2 separate regions of the Gossypium arboreum genome follow, and region 1 is linked to region 2. Evidence: chromatin contacts called from public Hi-C data. All regions are on one chromosome and are shown on one strand. The core of a region is the stretch at or near the end of the contact, and the rest is flanking DNA. Distances in the headings are between cores, read along the strand shown.

Region 1 (5,570 bases), core at 1,131-3,630, 480 kb after region 2:
ATGGAAGTATTCGGATACTACCAGGCCATCTCCTCCAACGGAGCAGGCCCCAGGTAATACTTGTTTGAAACTTTGTCAGGAGTAGATGTGAACCTGCATAAAGTAACATTTTTGTTAAGGAAGTTGTGCATTAAAGGTTTGCTTCTTTTTTCCAACCTATTACAAACTGGACGATAAAAAAAGGACATGAGAACTTAAAAAGCAGGTTAACTTACACAATAACTCCACTTAGAGCAGGCCGCAGGGTATCTGTTTCCTGATTGAAAGCAATCACAAATAAACTTAAGCATGGAAAATGAAGACAAACTTGAAGAGACAAGCAAAGAAAACCATTTCCAAGCCCTAGGAAATCTCATACCTTGAAGAAGTCCACGAGGGTCTTCTGATCATATTCACATTCCCTTCTCTCCAAGTACTACAAATTTGGAAATAAAAAACACATTTTGTTTCTGAGTAATATGCAATTAGTTGAGATAAAGAATGCTGAAAAATGACAGAATTTTTTTTTTTTTGATAAAAAAAATGACTGATTGTTAAATGATACGAAAAGGGACTAGATTTTAAGTGCCTGAAGAAATTTCCTTTTGTAACACAAAATACATATAGCTATACAGCCTGCGAAGTAGGAAGCAAGATACCTGCATTGCTGCTCTTTCCTTTTCAGGACTGCCCCGAACACAATAAGCAGCACCCCACTGAAAGAAATAATGTAGACTTAGCAAATAAAGAAAACAGGAAGCTCTTAGCAAGACTGAATAATTAGAAACAATGATCAAGAGCACATTAACGTAAAATAAAAATCTCTTGCTCTAAGACAGCCTCCACAATATGCAACAACTTTAAGTAACCCAGAAGAAAACAATTGAAGGCACGAACTTGATAACTAAGAGATCATAAGACAAGAAGAGTTGCTGTCAGCTGCTACTTACACAAACGGCTCCTTCAATGTGCTCCAAGGTGCAAGTCCTTGCAGGATCTTCAGGTGTACCTCTGTGATCAATGCATGCTGTAATGCAGAATAAAGAAGATGCATAAGCAGTTAAAAAAAAAATACTGCAAAAGATGCTTAGCAAGGCCAAAAATTAATACTTACCAAGGTCAAAAACACGCCTGTAATCCTTGATGAAGCCTATGACTTTCTCATCATACTCAAAACCAGGGTTCCAGACCAGTGAACCATAACCAAAAACCCAGAAAACCATACTCCTGAGAAAGTAAAGCTTTTTTCACTAATATTATTAGATGAAAACAATGGCATCAAGACACAACATAGAATGACAACAGCAGTTCCTTTTGAAATGGTTATTGTCCAAGTTGTGGCAAGGCAATGCGTTTGGATTAGTTTAATTAAATAGCGGAGAGAGAGTGTTAGATTTTTTATTTGATTTGATTTGTTTTGATTTGTTAAAAACAAAAAGTAAATCCCTAAACTCCAAATTACGACAAAGAAAAAGATTAAATAAGCACACATGATACTTGAAAAGAAAAATGATTGAAATGAACAAATTAACCCGTATATTAAAATTATTATTAACGAAAAGAAAGCGGATTGAAGTCCCGATTATTAGAAAAAAAGGATGGCGAAAGAAATTAGAAGCAACATTGTTGCTGTTGTGATGGCTAGATATGGAGTAGCAGTGAAGGGCTCAAACACGTAAGTTGCGCTAGTATTTACGTCGTTATTATTTGAGAGAGGAAGACCCAAAAAAAAAAAGAGTGGGGGAAGGAGGGAGGGCTCGGGGTTCTTGATTCTCATTAACAGGAGAGAAATGAAATTCACATTCGGATTTTTATAACGAAGAAGAAGCAAAAGAGGTAGAGAACTTACAACAACTTAGATAGATGAAAGAGAGTGATCTACTCTGAGATAGAATAAAATACGATGTAGGGGTGGACGCAGGCAACTTATGAAGGGGATGGATGATTTATAGATTAAAATTGCGTGGTCCTCTCTCTCTCTCTCGCTCTCTCTTAGGGTTTTGGTTTGTGTCAGATCCTAGGCTTGGAGGCTTCCATTTTCCAAGACCAATAGAAAGAGCAAAGGAGATGAAGAGGACTGAAGGAGGCGGCGATGGCATGTTCCAGGGTATTTATAGCTGTCACTGCCTAATAATTAGGAAAGGAAATGCTAATTCAAATCCAACTGGCTGAGCAAGAAGCCCACAACCTCATGCCCTCAATTATGTCTATATATATTGTCGAAAAAGGAGCGAACATAACATTCAAAGGAATCAGTCAAAGAGCTCGGTACACATAAACTCCACTAGCATCTCTGCCAACACAGTAAAGGGGATAGAGACTCCGGTGGAATATTACAAATGCACAAAAAAAAAAAAAACCGGAGGTTGAAAATTGTTTTCCCATCCTGCTAAAACATCCACGTATTTATTGCATGTGGAAATATAATTTTAGTACTTGAATCATTAGACAACAATAATAATCAATCTCAAGGTTGGCAAGGTTTATACGTTTGGGACGTGTCTATAAAAGTTGATAATTCAATTTTTATGATAGTCTCGGCTTCAGCTCTCGATCTTTTAGAATTGTCCATGGAAAAAGACATCTAAATTAAGTTTGAAGCAACTTTATCTATAAATTTACTATTAAAAAATATGAAACTGACAATTAAGCGTAAAGGGAATGCCCATTCCTTGGCCACTAAAATTATGTAAAGACAATTTTCATATTTAAGACGTTGGTAATTTATTGAACGATATTTTTTGGGTTCTATTGAGTATAAGGATTATATTTAGCCATCAATAAAAATCATGTTACTTGGGAAAACATATTTTGGAGATTGGATCAAATTGAATCACCCCATCTAATACCTTGGATTATGGATATTGGATTGGATTGAAACTGTGATTGCTTGGCTACCAAGAGTCCATGTTTACATTACCTGCTATTATTCTATTGTATTGAGCTTATCTTTTTGTTGTTTTAGTTGGATTGTGATATATCTTCTTATGTTAGTAAGCCTTGAAATTATCTATTTAATTTAGAGACTTGTATAGGTTAATGTACAGAGAGACTTAAGCACTTAAGTTGTTTTTGTGAGGAACCCTATTGTATGAGTGCCTCTTGAGAGTAAACCCCTTGTGTTAAGGTTTTACTTGTTGAATTCATAAAGGGTGAATTTAGTGGTGAGAGTATTGAGTCTTCAAGATACAAATGTGAGGAAAATTGTCACGAGGTGTGATAGGATAGGATCACTTGTTGTAATTGTTGAAGAGAGTGAATATTTATCATAGAGCTAGGCTCCACAGACATACGGGAACCAAATTGCATAAAAAAACTCTTTTGTGTTATGTGTGTTTACCATTTTTCATTTAGCGTTGAAGGAGTGCCCACTCATTTGTCCCTCATTCACTATGATAGTCTATCTCTATGCAACTGTTTCGAGTTAACAATTTCCAAGAGACTGAGACAAAAGAGTGAATAAGTTGACTCCTAATGGGTGGAAATTCTAGGAAATCTCCTAGAGAGAGCTTACATAAGCTCTCCTTTAATACTAAAGTAGAATGCTAGGTAATCTAGGCTAAACTAGCCATATATGCCACTTTTTTTTTAATTAGGCTTATAAGCCAATTTTTTTGAAAATTTAGCGAAATAGGCCATTTTTTTAGAGAGAAATGAAAAGCACACCCACTTTCCCTTAACGATCACTTTTTAAATGTTGGTCGTCCAAGGTAAAAAATTTTAAAAGTGGGGCAACTGTAACACCCCGTACCCGAGTCTGTTACCGGAGTCGAAGACAAGGTGCACACAACTCAATTTAATCATTTTCACAGTCCATTTAAAAAATTTCCAGACAAGCTGGTTACTGCGTCACTGTCACTTTAAAAATCATATCTTGAGTTTCAAAGCTCGAAAATCAGTTTCGTAATTTTTCCCTGAAATTAGACTCATATTTACATCTACATATTTTTTTCTAGAATTTTTGGTCGGGCCAATTAGTACAGTTTATTAGTTAAAGTCTCCCATGTGACAAGGGTCGACTACACTGACCCTCACGCGTTACAACTTGAATATCTCTCTGTACAGGGCTTCAATACTGATGCCGTTTGTTTCTATAGAAACGAGACTCAAAGAGGAATCTATAAATATATGGCATGACTCCTAATTATCCCTGGTTAATTTACAATGAATTTCCAAAGTCGGAACAGTGGATCCAGAAACCGTTCTGGCCCTGTCTCACGAAAACCTAAATATCTCTTAACATACAACTCATATGACCGTTTCGTTTCTTCCATATGAAAATAAATTCATCAAGGTTCATTTACATAATTTATTCACTAATTTATTCCATTCCTTCTATTTTTAGTCATTTTTCACATCCACACCACTGCTGCTGACAGCATCTGCCTTTAAGGTAGACTTTACCTATTTCATAATTTCCATGATTCCATTGGCCCTTTTTGCATACATAGCACAAAGTGTGATCATGATTAACCATTCCAATGGCTAATCGTTCAAAACAATTCCATACCTCATAATGATCAACATACAAACGATTATAGTACTATGCTAAAAACGTATATAAGCCATTTTCGCATGGCTATCCAAGTTTACACAAAACCGAAAGGTACATGACCTACAACAAAAGGGTAGTCCTATACATGCCATTTCAAAGTTCAACCAAAATTGTACCAAAATGGGGGCTTTGATAGTGTGGATGACTTCGACTTCGATGATCCTGAATCCGATAGCTAACGAGCAAAATCTATAAAACAGAGAGCCAAAGCAACGGGGTAAGCATTTTAATGCTTAGTAAGTCTCAAGTAATGAAATCAGCTTTGACTAAAGTATTACATTTACATAACTAAATGAATCACTTTATTAACACATTCTCATAATCATACTTACTTCACATTACCGACCCTTATGTTTATACACAAAAGAACAACTTAGCCAAAGGCCGGTAGCTCGTTTATCAACTGAGCGAATACTTACTTGTAAGGACTCAACTAATTCAAGCACGTCATTTAACATACCTCATTGCTGAAATTTTCACAAGTGTATAAACTGAAATTTTTACAGCAAGATTGTTCATTTCGAATCACGTACTTCGAGATTTAACCGGATATAACACAAGCACAATTGCCTTCGGTCTTAACCCGGATTTGGTAACTTGCACAATTGCCTTGGTCTTAGCCGGATATAACAACTTCATACGAATGCCTTGGTCTTAGCCCGGATATAATCACTAGCATAAATGCCTTCGGGACTTAGCCCGGGTATAATTCAAATGCTCATGTACACATATATCAATAATCACTACACATCCATATTTCATTTTTGTTACTAAGGCTCAAACACAAAATATTTATCAAACCTTTACAATTTCGGCTCAATAGCCACACACAAGGAGCATGATTTCAATATAATTCAAGTAGGGTCATTACTCGAAGACTTACCTTGGATGTTGTCGAGCGATTTCGACGGCTACTCGACTACTTTTTCCTTCCTTTTATCAGATTTAGCTCCCCTTTGCTCTTGAGCTTAATTTGACAAATAAATTGATTTAATCATTTGAGCATCGAAAGAGGAATTCAAGGTACTTAGCCAAT
Region 2 (5,720 bases), core at 1,046-3,545:
TTACTTTCCATTTGAATTTTGATTTATATTGATTGAATTACTGTGTCTTTGCAAGATAAAATTTTCTAATCACTGTCATGTTTATTTTCTTCCAACTGTAAAATGTGTCCTTCACTATGAATATTTTTGATGCATTGGTCTTACTCTTGCTTAAGTTGATATTGTCGTATTTCCATTTTGTTAATATTACAACATCTTCAGGGTCCTGTCTAAATTTTCTGTTGTAAGTTTTCTTCAAACCTTTCTATTTCCTCCTCCGCTCTTTACATGCATATTCTGCTCCTACTGAAAATCAATCCTGGAGTACTCGAAGGTGGCTGAGCTTTTAATCTAGTTGTTGATTACCAATAGTTAATTTTTATCCATTAATGTTCTTATTCTTGGGCCTCCAAATTACCAGACACATGTAGACATGTATGTTTCCCTTGGTAATTATTTGCTGAATTTCCTTGGTAACATGTTTTCTATTTATTTTTTGTGAATTTATGTGTAGGCCTTTAAGGCACTACTGACATCTGCGAGTTCAAATGAGCAACTTACGGCACTTGGAGAGCTGTTGTATCAGGTATATGCTAAAGGTCTTTTAATAGGTTTGTCTATGTAATTGATAGGTTAGTTAGATTTTCTTCTGGGTACAATTCAAGCTCCATTGGTAGGATCAAATCAATGTCACACTCATCACTAGCAGGCAATTCAATCCCATGACATAGGTATTGGGTGAACACCCTTGGCCAATGGACCAAATCTTGGGGTCTGTTAGATTGACTTTTTAATGAAAAGGAAACAAAAGAGAAAATATTATTTGTTTAATGGATACAATATCTTTTAATTGCAATTGAATTCATATTAGTTATTGAGAGACTAGTGCTTCAACTCTATGAATAACTAACATCAAGAGTACAAATTTATCAAACACAACTCTCTCAAGAAAACAAGAAGAAAGGAGCTGAACCATAGATAACCTATATAATATCAAGAGGTAGTAGTCCTATCAACATATATCCTGACTTAGAGTATTCATCTTTGGTAAACACGCTTGGTGATGTTTTTCTTTATTTTGGTTTTAAACAATGCAATAATGATGTTTCTGTGAAAAGAAAGAAGAGATGAAATGTAGTTGCATACCACTTTTGCAGTGCCACTACAGCTATAGTGCATGTGGTCTCGGTTCCGATGGGACAGATAGACTGGTACAGTTGGTGCAGGAGATGCAGCATGGTAAAGCCTCTAGAGTTGATGATGGAACTCTATATGGAGCTAAAATTACTGGTGGCGGCTCTGGTGGAACAGTTTGCGTAGTTGGAAGAAATTGTCTCCGAAGCAGCCAACACATTCTAGAGGTGAGTTGAAGTGAAAACATATAGCTAGCTAGACGTTCATATATGGTACATTAATTGTTAGTATTAAAAGGAAGGTATCTAACAAATCTGATTACTATATTTCCAGATTCAGCAAAGGTACAAAAAAGCAACAGGATATTTGCCCTTCATTTTTGAAGGTTCATCCCCTGGTGTAGGCAAGTTTGGATATTTAAAAATTCGACGTAGCATCGCTCCCAAATCCTAAACTGCTGCCTTCCAACGCTTCCATTTATTTATTTTCAAATAAACTCAGCTATTTGGTTTAGATGTATAACGCTTCCATTTATTTATTTTCAAATAAACTCAGCTATTTGGTTTAGATGTATCTTCCTTAAAAATAAATTAAGCAACAATCTCTGGATATTTATTTAAAGTTAATATTTACCATTAATTGAATTTATTCTCTTTGTTTATTTTATCCATTGCATGAGCAGTTGTGAAATTGTTTCCCTCGGTGTTATAAAACGATTCGAATTGGTTTATAATAAATTTGTGATTTGTATAATAAACCAACTCAAAACCAGGTTATCGTTGCTATAAATAAACGAAAGGGTTGTACTGGGCGGCTGTCGGCTGTCTTTTCTAAGGCAATTTGAGGAAGATGGAAAATACTTTATCTTATAGAATTATTTTATAACTCAATTCGAAATTCAACTCGAGAAATCCAATCCAATCAGGAATAAAGTCCCTTTATATACAGTTCTAAGGACCTGAAGGGGGGGATTTGCTCTCTCAAAAGCTTCGTGTTTTCCATCTTCATAAAAAAACCCTTTTCCTTTGAGCTCTTAAAGAGGGGAAACTGACCAACTAAATTTGATATTCAACTATGGTACGTTGAGCATGGATTGAACCCATCGAAAGAATTTGCCATTCTCTGTGATGCTGAGGTTGTTGTCATCATTTTCTCCAAAACTGGCAAGCTCTTTGGATTTTCCAGCTTTGGTGCAAAAGCAATAGTTGAGAAGCAACAATACTCAATGCTGATGGTAGATATCGAGAGGAAGCGAGCGGCGTCAACAAAAGAGACATGCACCGCCAAGAGTGGCGCCAAGCAAGGGGAAGGGCTCCAGCAATACTATATCCAGCACATCCACGAGCTTCAGCTCGACCTCCGCCAAAAAACGCACAATCTCAGCCGTCTTGAAGCCCAACATAACGAGCTCAATTCCTGAGATCCGTATCATACGAACATACCGGTGATAATGCGCAGATGATTGAGTAGTAGATAGCTTTTTAGGTGGTCCATCTTGAACTCCTTCAGTGGTAGAAACATAACTTTGGAACTGAGGCTGCAGTGATATTATAGATATGTTCTAATTTGTAAAAAATTTCACATAGTAAATTTTTAGTATAATTATCCCTTCTTTACTGTCCAGAAGTGTAAGTTTTACAGCTTAACTACAATTGCCGCCTGCATGATAAATTCTGAGCTTTGCATTCAACTTTAGATATTGATGATATTAGTAATCTTGTAGTGAAGAGGTAGGATGAAAGTTATTGGTGTTAGTAGCAGTAGGAATTATATGGACATGTTTGTGTTAATAATTGCATTAAAGAGCTAAAATGATTGATGCAATTGGATTTCTACAAAAGATCAGCTGCATTTACCTTTGTGATCATAAAACCTTGAAATAGGATCAATGGTGTAGAAATCAGAGAATTTCGAAACTGAGAATACTTGTGTATTGAGATGAAAGAGAACATAGATGTATGCGTGAGGAAATTAGCAAGCAATACATAATAAAAAAATCCTTTATAATCAATAATTCCAAAGATGATGCTTGGTGTAGCATATATTGTGAACAGTTAATTTGCATGACCTGTCAACAAATTGTCAAAATATTAGGCTTTATAAAGCTGGTTGAAAAAATCCAAGAGGATTGTTGTTGGAGATGTGTAATTGTGTATAGTTGGTTTGTTGCTTATAGCTAAACCTTGAAATTAGTTGCATCGTATTGTCATTACTGGAGACTCCTATGTTGTTTGCTAATAATTAAAATATGAATTGCTTATTAATTTCTAGAGGTTAAGGCCATGAATGCATCTGTTGGTTACATTAAGAATTGGATTCTATTTGTTGAAAAAAAAAATTCAATTATCTCCATTGCATCAACTAAACTATTATCAAATCTAGCACAAAGTTGTATAAACCAACTACATCTGACCATTTTTAATTTGGTAGCCTGCTACATCTGACCATTTGTTTTTACTCTTACATGTTTATTTGGATTTTATCTGCTGATAATTTTGACGTCTGGTCTGTTTCTTGTCACCTAATTAAGAACTTCACCCTTGTCGATCTTCCCCAACCCTTTTTTCAAAAGTTGCTACATTAACTTACTTTTTGGTAATAGAAAACTGTTTGATAGTAAATAACTTTTGCATGGTGTATTGTTTGGATTTGCAAAAATAGAATTGTTCTCAAATTCATAATATTTGTTTGCTTGTGTTGATACCTACTTCAACTGAAAAAGCTGTATTACTTCATATCTTATTTGCAAAGATAAAACTTGAGCTTGAATTTTGATTTTTCTTGATTTGACTCTTTTAATATTTTTAGAAGCATAATTTCATTTTTTTTCAATTCATTAATTTTTATTTTCTATTTCTTGGGTTTTTAATATTCTTATTTTATTGCTCAACAAATTCTTAGGTAAGAACAGCTCATTTTATAGGAGATATACTTGAATCATTTTTAAATTTTAAAACTTCTGTTAGTTTATTTAAATGTGATTACTTCAATGATTTTTACGCCAGTGGTTGGTGTCCTAATGGTTACTCTGATAGTTAAATTTATAGTGATGAAATATGCCAATTAATTATTAGTTAATATTTTTAACTTAGAATCTTTTATAACTTTTATTTTTATGTACTCGATGCTTTAATAAGCACTTCACAAACTATTACACTTTGCTTTTGACTGGGAGAAGAAAATTGACTTAATGATTCTTATTTTAGCATTATCGTCTATGTTACTTTGTCATGTTTTATCATTTTTCTCTCTACAAGAAGTTTGGTATATTTGACATGGGCATTTGAACAATTTTAGACCATTTTCTAGCTTAGCTTAAATTATAGCTTATGCTTGGAAGAGTTTGTCTATTCCTGTCAGTGGTTCATAGTTATCTATTAATTCATTATCTTATTCCGGCCAATGATGGAGGTTTATCAACATATCGGCAAATGTTGTCTCAACCTAAAAATTCATTTGTTTGGCAATATCTCTCTTTTGAAATCAAAAGCATGTGGACCTTTCTTAATTATGTAAGGCTTTATTGTTATTTTCGTTTATTAGACCTGGTCCTTGTATTGGGCATAATAAACGATCTTTTACCTTCAAGATTTTATGAATCTCGCGATCTGCTAATTTACGATCATGACCTTCTACTTTCGAGATTTTACGAATCTCGCGGTTCGCTGATTCACGATCACGACCTTCTGCTTTTGAGATTTTATGAATTTCACAGTCTGTTGATTTACGATCACCACCTTCTACTTTCGAGATTTTACGAATCTTATGGTCTGCCGATTTATGATCATGACCTTCCACTTTCGAGATTTTACGAATTTCACAGTCAGCTGATTTCCAATCATGACCTTCTACTTTCGAGATTTTACGAATTTCACAGTCTGCTAATTTACAATCATGACCTTCTACTTTCAAGATTTTACAATTCTCACGGTCCACTGATTGACGATCACGACCTTTGTAACACTCTGTACCTGATTAAGATTTGGATGTTACATCCTGTAACAACCTTTACCCGTGTTCAACGCCGGAACATGGTCCGAGGCATTACCGGACTTATTCGTTCACAACATGCAAAAATCGGGCTACAATTTTTTTTTAAAGACTTTTCACGCATAGGTATAATGTCCCATACACGGGCCTACAAAGTCCTAAACATGCATTGAAAGTAGTTAGGGACTAAACCGAAAACCTTAGGCAGTTTCTTTCCATGAAATAGGGTCACACTTGTGGATATCGGGACACACCCGTGTGCCTTTAACACGCTCGTGTCCTCAGGCCGTGTAACTTTCTGTTTATGACGTCAGCATGCAAATCGAGCCACATGACCAGACCACACGCTTGTGTCCCTCACACGGTTGAGACACACGATCGTGTCTCGGCCCTTGTAATCAACACTTAAGCTATTTTTCAAGCTTTCATGTTACCCATAAACCTTTATAACCTTATACATATTAAAACCACAATTCATTGTATCATTTTAGTGATTAACACTCTTTATTAAGACATATTCATAACATAAACATGGCCTCTTACAAGCAATGCATCCACTCATGCAATACCAAGTCTAGCTTCCTTAATTCACATTCATAAGACTTGTCATTTTGATG

What was found. A called contact is a pair of places that touch in the nucleus more often than the background predicts.
Region 1: a Hi-C map of leaf shows a contact between it and region 2, with 3 times the contacts expected there. The contact joins the promoter of LOC108485529 here to the enhancer-like site in region 2. A contact is called at or near these places in 2 of 5 Hi-C or Micro-C datasets (both in leaf).

Annotation. Positions count from the first base shown.
Region 1 is chr6:89,687,548-89,693,117 of ASM2569848v2, forward strand. LOC108485529 (gamma-glutamylcyclotransferase 2-1) reads right to left here and starts at 2,381. Exons shown (of 9, transcript XM_017789381.2): 1 at 1,829-2,381; 2 at 1,094-1,220; 3 at 930-1,006; 4 at 639-695; 5 at 359-415; 6 at 216-256; 7 at 22-93. The coding sequence starts at 1,202.
Region 2 is chr6:89,203,181-89,208,900 of ASM2569848v2, forward strand. It overlaps LOC108486243 (L-arabinokinase-like), which reads left to right. Exons shown (of 30, transcript XM_017790194.2): 28 at 494-565; 29 at 1,137-1,340; 30 at 1,447-1,757. The coding sequence ends at 1,566. Among protein-coding and RNA genes, the nearest start is that of LOC108486243, 13 kb to the left of the region's middle. Within about 2 kb of position 2,296, at least 2 of the 2 cell types and tissues checked have an H3K27ac peak or open chromatin away from gene starts, as enhancers often do. A contact at or near this core is called in leaf, where this site is marked.